Linked DNA regions of Rattus norvegicus: region 1 is linked to region 2. Evidence: chromatin contacts called from public Hi-C data. All regions are on one chromosome and are shown on one strand. Each heading gives the region's core, a stretch centred on a gene start, on an enhancer-like site or on the middle of the called end of the contact. The rest is flanking DNA. Distances are from core to core; before and after follow the strand shown.

Evidence for each region. Hi-C and Micro-C count contacts between places; a contact is called where the count stands out from the background.
Region 1: a Hi-C map of Schwann cells shows a contact between it and region 2, with 2.6 times the contacts expected there. The contact joins two enhancer-like sites. A contact is called at or near these places in 3 of 12 Hi-C or Micro-C datasets (Schwann cells, liver and mammary epithelial cells).

The regions. Positions count from the first base shown.
Region 1 is chr2:35,501,054-35,505,422 of GRCr8, reverse strand. All of the region lies in intron 1 of LOC102546726 (a long non-coding RNA gene), which reads left to right. Among named protein-coding and RNA genes, the nearest start is that of Cd180, 87 kb to the left of the region's middle. Within about 2 kb of position 1,607, at least 44 of the 93 cell types and tissues checked have an H3K27ac peak or open chromatin away from gene starts, as enhancers often do. A contact at or near this core is called in Schwann cells, where this site is marked.
Region 2 is chr2:34,659,566-34,664,044 of GRCr8, reverse strand. The region is part of intron 2 of Pik3r1 (phosphoinositide-3-kinase regulatory subunit 1); the gene reads left to right. Among named protein-coding and RNA genes, the nearest start is that of Pik3r1, 36 kb to the left of the region's middle. Within about 2 kb of position 2,539, at least 11 of the 93 cell types and tissues checked have an H3K27ac peak or open chromatin away from gene starts, as enhancers often do. A contact at or near this core is called in Schwann cells, where this site is marked.

The DNA.
Region 1 (4,369 bases), core at 358-2,857, 840 kb before region 2:
TAAACGTAAAAAAAAAATTATTGTATGTATGCGTTGTGTGCGAGTGTGCCTATGTGTGTGTGTGCATGCATGGGTGTGAATGCAAGGGTGCATATACCAGTGCAAACATGTGGAGGTCAGAGGACAACTTTGGAGTCAGTCCTCTTCACTGTGTGATCCAGGGATTGAATTCAGGCTGTCTGGTTTGAATGGCAAACACTTTCACCTACTGAGCAGTCTTGGCCAGGGAGCTATTTTTTAGCCTCCACCATGACTTTAACCCTTTGTGCCCATTCTAGAGACCTTCCTTTAAGCAACTAGCATTTGGAGAGTGAACTTTAGTCAGAGGAACCCCTGTTTGAAGGCAGTGGAGGATATATTCCCTTCTTCAGGGTCAGAAGGGACTAAGCTAGAGGTTTGGAAGTCTTTCTAGTGCAGCTTTCCCACTGGCTGAACTTGCTGGGGACACCCACAGAAGTGGCTCATGGGACCATTCTGCCCACAAGCATTTTAGTAACAAAATACAATCAAACAATCCTCTGTTCAACATACACAAAATTCTCTCTTTCAGAAATCATTTTCAACACGACTTTTGTTCCTTTAGGGTACTTGTTCCAAGGATTTTGCTGGATCCAGTAAGGGAGTTATTGAATATTCTGAGAACATCTCTTCTGCCCTACGAGTGACCTTCTCAGTGTGGCGCCATGCCTCAGGGGTGGTTAGAGACAGACAGGAGTCTTCTCAGTAGGGGAAGTGTGTGTATGCTGGGGTGCTGTGTAGTGAGCAGTCTGCCTATATTCTCCAACCCAGTTCACTAGACATCATAGGCAGTGTGGCTTTCCTTCAATTGTGGGACATTGTTTCTCAGAAGTGGTACCCAGACGGACCAGTTCTGAGGTGCAGGGTGAAGCAAGCCAGCAGAGGAATTGACACCATGCTGCCGGTAAAAGTTAGCTTGTATCTGTTTTGAAAAAAAATTGCTAAAGCCTGGGTTGGGTGATGTAATAGAAAACCCTTCTTATGTTATCCCGTAGACACTCATTTTTTTCCCCCTCAAAGAATAAAAATTCAGTCCAGCTATTTGAAATTTTGGCAGCCATGAAATCTCCCCCAGTCCCTTTCCTCCCTCCTCCTTTCTTCCTCTACCTTCATTTGAAGTTCTTTCCAATCAGAAACATAGTAAACTGTCTTTTTTATTAAAAAATGACCTTGTGGCTACAAATCCACACATCCAATGCCTCCTTCTTATCTGGAATGTTCTGCACTCGCCAAGCCAAGTGGGCCAGACTTGACAGTTTTGTTCGTCATGCGTTTACCTTCCACCCCTCAATTTTCTTTTGCCCTCTCTTGCTATTTTCTCCAGAATAGGTGAAGGGGAAAAAATGTAGGAAGCATTTCTCTTCGAATCACGTGCTGTCAAAGCCCTCTTGTGGGATGGAGTTCAGCTTCTCTCACAGTGGCCCTTTGATAGCTAAAAATCTGGTGTTCAGCAATTACTTCTTTCTGAGAACTCCAAGTACATCCAGCCTTGCAGTTTTTTAAACAATTGGCTGCGTTCTCTGGGCCCGTTCCTCATCTCACTGGGCTCCCATAGAGACAGAAGACAGGCCCTCTGTCCCTGTTGAAGGACAGCAGCTGACGTTTATGGGGCAGCTGGAAGCAGAAGGGCAGATTGGCCGAGGCCGCCTTTCATTCTTCTTACGGCTCGAATTGAGATATGGGTTTGTTATATGTTTGTTTAATCTTATTTCAGGCTCTCCCATACAAATCCTGGGGGGAGGGGGTGGCAGTAGAGAGCAAAGCTGCAACATGTGTGCTGAGCTCGGAACGAGAAATGTTAATCCTTGCAAAAAAAAAAAAAAAAAAAAGGCATTGTGTAAATTCCAGACTGCAACTAATCAGGATGTACTCAGACAGTGGCGTGAATGCTTCGCTTTCCCTTTTAATATTCAGTGTGCGCAGTCATGAGGTAACGCGACCTTCTGAATGCATATTTCTCCCAAATTTCCTTCAGGCCCATATTTATTTTATTTGCTGAAACCCCAGAGGCTTCTATGAAGTGCTCCAGATGTTTTCCATCTGCAGACAGTGCACCTGACAGTCAAGAGGCCGAGCAGGTTTGCTGGTGGCCAGCTGTTCGCTTGTACCCTCGGCATCAGGATACATTTTAACTGCTCGCAGCATGTCCAAGGCTCCGGTGTTTGGATACTTGTGTTCTGGGTGCTCTGCTACAGGCCTTAGCTTCATTAGCACATTTATGACTTCTGTGGTCCTATGGGGTAGATCTACATACTAGCTCAGTGCTTTATTGATGAGAAAACCATGGATCCAAAAGGATAAATAGCCTCCCCCAGGTCACATAAATAGAAGCCAGAGAGAAAACCTGGGGGCTGGGTATAAATCATTACCGCATTACTGTGTTATACGGATGTCACTTCTGGACTAGCCCTCCGGCTTCCGTTAGATAAATCCCTGTAAGAATGGTCTCATCTTCGGGTACCTGGATCCCATTTGTGCCGTCTCAGCAGATAAATCCTGTATAAGAATGCTCTCATCCTTGGAATTCCTACCTGTGTCAACTTGATGAAAGGCTCAGCCATTTTGATTTCCATAAAAGCGTTTTTCTTCTCCAAGCGTCTCTCTATGTGTGCAGATCCGTGCTTGAGTCTCAGTATGTCTTACCAAGGGTGAGGGGAAATTGGAGGGCAACTTCCGCCTTTACCCATCATAGAAACTCAGCCGAAGGGCTCTGCATTTCAGGCATCCATATTGTTTGTTTCCGATTTGTTGCTACTCTTTCTCCTGCCAGCCCTGCGATGTTGCTCTACTACAATTCAGTGTTTCTAAAAAGAAGGCTTCGTAAGGGGCCTCTTGAGGTAGTGTCTTTTAAAATTCTACCCCTGACTGCAGAGAAGGGAAGACTCTGCTGTCCCTATTCCCCTGTCCTTTCTTCTTTCTCCCTTCCCCTCCCTTTTCTTTCCCTCCTCTTTCTCTAAAGTAGAACAAAAAAGAATAATTGTCGAATTAACTGATTTTTTTCCACTATAAGTCACAATATTTCTATTACATTTCGTAGGCCCATTCCTTTCCCCCCAAGCTACCTGTTAGAGTGGTTTATTTATCACACTTACCCCCTAGTTCCACCACAAACTGATGACAGAATCACCACAGAGACATCGCCTACAGTAAACTTTCCCCTCATAAGTCATAGGTAGATGCATTTGGTCTGTAGATCCTGGCTCTCTGACCCGGGCAGTGTGTGGTGACCACTCAAAACTGTGAAGTCCGTAGTTCACCAGCTCAGAGTAGTGTAGTAAAGCCATGCAAATTGTTTGCAAAATAGTTTCCCCAGGAGGACTGCACACAATAGTATGTGCCAGTTCTGCCTATCTGCAAATGGACACCAGGGATGAGTTGAAGAGGCAATGATTGCACAATCTAATCATCATGGGCTACTTAAGAAGTTCCTATATTCCAAGCTCTTCATAGATTCTCAATTTCTATTATAATCCTACAAAGGGGCTATCACCACTTTGTCAATTAAGGTATTCTCCAGAGGAGGCTAGCTTAAGTGATGAGAAGGCTTATTCTCTGTCATGCTAGAAAGTATAAAACCAGACTATCTACAGAGCTGGTTGGTGTGGCTACCCAGTATATCAAGTACAGTCCAGAGTCTCTGTCATCTGTCCCTGGGAACAGCTCATTCTAAAGCCAACAGTTAGACTTCCATGGTAGCTCCAGAATGGGAGCCCTGCAGAGCAGGTCTAGGAAGGTATAGACATTGTACCTTGTCTGTAGCAGTGTCATAGGAGGATTTCATCAAATTGTTGCAGCCTGTTTCTGAATAAGTCGTTATAAGTACACACAGATGTACTCTGAGGCTACTTAAACTTCCTCTTGTAGATAAAAGTGAACGTAGCTGCCCTGAGGTTCATTGTTGCTTCCAGTGGTGGTGGTGGTGGTGGTAGTGATGGTGGTGGTGTGTGTGTGTATGTGTGTGTGTGTGTGTGTGTGTGTGTGTTAGCAGAAAAAAAAAGGACTCTGTCTTGCTAAAAAGGAAAAATGGGAGCAATTTTTGTGTCCCATAGCCTCCATCCAATTCATGGGTCAACTCTTTCCTTTTTTTAGATGATATGTATCTAGAATTTAGATAAATTCACAACAAAAAGTGTAAGCATCTGAAGTCCTGTGGTTAGCAAGGGGTGGAGACAAAATTGGAGTCCATTTAACTCCTGTGATGACAAATTTCTCAAGCAGGTAAAAATAGTGTTCTGTGCCGTCCTCAACATGCAAACCACAAGAGTCCATCGTGAGGGAAATTCTTTGAAGAGATTACAAAAGTTTTCAGGGCAGCTGAAACTTAGTACTTTGCAATGTGGCATGCTGGGAA
Region 2 (4,479 bases), core at 1,290-3,789:
GTGGCAGGGGAGAAGACCTGACTCTCTGTGTTGGTAACATACCAGTATAAAATGGAAACTTCCCTAAGTGTGTTAGATTTCTAAATTCTTTTACTAAAATTTGTGTGACCCATAATGTCTTGGCGTGCCCATTTGCAGTCATCCATACAATCTTGAAAAGTGACTTTGGTGTCCTAGTCTGGAACCCTAACCTTCAGATATATAACATGTCTAGGGGAAACACATGTTTTAGATCTTAAACATACAGTGAGCTCACAAATGAGCTTGGGAAATAGTATCCACATGCAGGCTGGAGACTTCCTGTGGCGACAGTCAGCCCGTGAGGAGAGCTTGCTTCGGGAACGTGACTGTGTTCCTCTCTTCGAGTCCCATTCCTAAGAGTAGCACCCAGGAAGGGAATGAACTGTGAAGTTGGGTTTATGAAGGTGACTCTTGTGAAAAAACTGACTTTGTGTCTTCCCAAGACTTTGCATAAACTGTATTAATTCTGCGCTTTGTTCACAACTCCCAAGGGAAAGGGAGAGATCAGAGATCAGTATTAAAGGCTCCCCTTCCAAACCACCCACCTCTACTGGCTCACCGCTCCTTCTGTTGTAGGGGTTCTTTAGTTTGTGTGTGTTTATATTTTAAGATTATAATTACATAGCTTTTTCTCTTCCCCTCTCCCCACCCAAACACTCCTATGAACCCCCTTGTTCTTTTTCAAATTCATGTCTTCGTTTTCTTTAATTGCTGTTACTTGTGTGTGTGTGTGTGTGTGTGCGCGCGCGCGCGTGTGTGTGTGTGTGTGTGTAAAACCAAATACATAAATACAACCTGCTCAGTCTGTATAATGTTACTTATAGGGCTGATCATTTGATCATTTGGTATTGGAGAACCAGTTTGTGTGCTCTTCCCTGGGGAAGCCTGTTTCTTGCACACTCAGCATTCCTTGGTTGCCCGCAGTTTTGTTTTGTTTTATTTTCTTTATAATTGAAGCCTTGTGAGCTTTCCCCCTTCTCTATGAGACAGTGTCTCCTAAATATGTCAGAAGCTACAGCCATGAAAGTCTCATCTCCATGACTCCCTAAACACAAGCTGAACAAGGATGGCACCAATAGACATCGTTGGATTTTGTTGACAGGATTTTGCTGCATAGCCCAGGCTAACCTTGGATTTGAGAGCTTCTAGCTTGTGCCTCCTGAGGGCTGGGATTGCAGGCTCTATCACCAAGCCCACTTGTTATCTCTGCTGCCCACTGTACTCTGTAGAATAGATGACACAGCGGTGGTGCAGGCAAGCCCTGCCTTTGTTAGAAGTAAAAGTTCCAGTGTGGAACTCCTAGCACTTAGAAGACAGCAGCAAGAGGATTTTGAGGCCAACCTGCTCTACATAGTGAGTTTAGGGCTAACCTGGACTATAAGAAAATTTCTAAAGTTGGGTATGATGGCGCACATATGTAGGCTTAACATTATGAAGCCAAAGCAAGGAAGACAGTCAAGACTTCAAGGATCACCTGGGACACAAATGGAAACCTTGCTTCCAAAGAAAGGAAGGGAAGAAAGGAGAGAGAGAGAAGGAAAGAAAAAGAAACTAGAATAGAACTTTGAAATAGCCATGTTATAGTATATGAGTGACTTTGTACTTTGGATAAAAGCTTACAAAGCACTTCTGATAACTGCCTGCTGTACCCAAGGTCACTCAGGTTCTCAGCTCAAATGGTATCAGCACCATTTTGAAAACCCATTGGTTTTCCAGGGTATCTGGTTATATTTAGGTAGGCTTTTTTTTTTTTTTTTTTTTTTTTTTTTTTAAATACTGAGTATGTCCTTACAGTCCCTTATGGCCTGCGGTCCTTTTAAGTTATCACTTTCTAGGCTATACTGAGGACTCTGAGCCAGACTTAGTGGTGCACTGTGATCCCAATTGTCTGGGAGATTGAGGCAGGAGAATCACAAGCTTAAGACCTGCCTGGGCTACTGAGCAACTTTGAGACGCAGTCTGAAAATAAATGAAAGAGTGAAGGAATGGTAACTGGCATTCGTAGGGTCTCTATCGCTATGCTAAAACCCCATGGCCAAGAGCAACTTGGTGACAGGATATATTCCAGGGACCTTAGGGCAAGAACTCAAGGCAGAAACCCAGAGGCTGCTGATGCTTCGGCAGTTAGAGGAGTGCTGCTGACTGGCTTGCTCTTCATGGCCTCCTCAACATGCTTTCTTTACAGCACCCAGCACCAACTCAAGGGAAGCCCTGCCCACAGTGAGCTAGGTCTTCCCTTAGCAATCGTCAATCAAAAAATTTACCACAGGCTTGCCCATGGGCCAATATGGTGGGGGGCATTTTCTTAACTGAGACTCTTTCTTTCAAAATTGGCTAATTGCAATAAAACTAGCCAGCATAGTGGTAGAATGCTTGCCTAACATGCAGGAAGCTCTGGGTTTAATCCTAGTACCACAGAAAACAAGAAAAAAAAAATGGAGGCTCTGGGTCCTTGTAAGCCATTCTTGGGTCAAGTTGCCTGTGGGTGGGGGCAGCTTTGAGTTCCTGTGGATGAATCAGCCACTGCCTCCTGACCCTGGACCCAGCCGCAGAGGGTAGGAAGCGGATTTGTGCACTCTTACAATTTCTGTTCGCTCTTTCAAATTTTCCAGACTGTTCTTTCTCATTTTTGCACTTTGCGTGGTTTAAACGTCTTTCTAGATGCACAGGGCAAGGCACACAGTTGCCTATGTCCTGAGAGAGGGAAAAAGAGAAACCTAGAGCTCCAGGTTAGGGGAATCTCTGGAGCCGTGACCCTGGTTTGGGGTTTGTGGGGCCTTAGCTGTGGTTGAGAGTGACACACCTGGACATACTCTGCTGGCATCTTGTGGTCCAGGGTGGGGTAGCAGAGCCTTGGTTTTATCAGTGACAGTGAGGACGATTTCAGTACTTAGTGTATTAAGGTGTCTAGCTGCCAAGTATTAGAGTAGTTGGTTCCTGGGTCTCCTCTGCAGAAGTAGTGCTGGTTAGAAGCCCTGCAAACTGAGAATGTTTGCCCCTGGGTTCCTTCTCTGCTGTTAAGTCAAGGGCTGTGTTCTAGACCCTCTGGGTCCCACCTCTCCTAACTTGAGGATCAGCGGAATTACAGGCTCAATTTCAGGCCGAGTTGGGCTTGCATCTGATGACAGCAAGGACCTCAATGTGTCTTTCATTATCCTGTTGCCCTGGGAGATGCTGTTTAAGTTGGCAGATGTCCTTACTGAAAGCAAAGCTTGTCACTGGTGAGATTACTAACCCCCCTGCCCCTAACCTCCCTCCCCCACCAAAGGATCAAATGCCAAGGAAAGGAGGAAATGTGTAGCTTTGAAAAGTGTGGTGAAGCCATCAAGTTCACCAGAAAAAGTAGGGGCAAGATGTGGTTTCAGTTTGTTTACTGGGTTCAGGATGAGAGTATCTTAATAACAAACTTCAGAGAGTGTGTGTGTGTGTGTGTGTGTGTGTGTGTGTGTGTGTGTGTGTACAGATGTTTGCACATGTGTGCCTGAATTTCAAACTCCTGGTAATTGTTTAGAAGCTGTAGTTTGTTTTGGTCTTCAGTTCCATACTTTGACAGTAAATTTCAAGAAACTTACTGAAAAATCAGACCGAAATTTGTGATTTCTAGGTCAGAGGTGCCCAATCTTTTTTACTTTGCAGAGAAGAACCATTTAAAAAAAAAAAAAAATCAACAATTTCCTCTGGGGCCTTGGGGCCAGACCTGTTGTAGAAAAGACTGAGTAATTCATGCTCACCGAGCAGCTTCACTGCCATCCAGTGGCGGCTGGCTACACAGCACAGGAGCTGACAGCCAGACCCACTCTTTCTCCCAAGGCTTTTTTTTTTTGTTTGTTTGTTTAACTCTGCTGCTTAATTTTCAATTTTTTTCTCCATGTGATACCTGCACTATTTCCTGCCTCCCCAGTGGTAGGAATTGAACCCAGAACCTAACCCATGCTAGATTAACACCCTGCCACTGAGAGAGCTTCTCAGCCCCTGAAAGTGATATTTCTAGAAAATTTGCCACGGGCTTGAGGAATTCCGGGTAGCTGTAACTCTATTTACCTTGTCCCATCCTCCCAACAGTACATCTTGCTATCTGGCTACCTACTCTCCTCCCCCGTCTAGGTATAAAGTGTGTATTTTCTCCTTGAATATTTCTGTTCCTTTGGATTAATGCTCAGCGGTGTGTCTGTTCCACACACAAACTTTAAAGCTAGCTTTCCATCTCCCTTTGAGTTTTTGTACTTTGAGCTGCGGTTGGCCAATATCCGAGCATGGTTCATGACACTTCGCCTGCATTTCAGTAAAGGGTTATGTGTCCCATAGGATCTAAGCTGGGCTCAGAGAAGGAGCCAACTAGCAAATGGAATTATTTTGCCTTGTGAAAAGTTCCAGCCTTTTAAAACTGGGCTCTGAGAAATTGGAAAAAAAAAAAAAGAGAGCAAATATTCTTGGGAAGAAACGGAGGTTTGTTGAGTA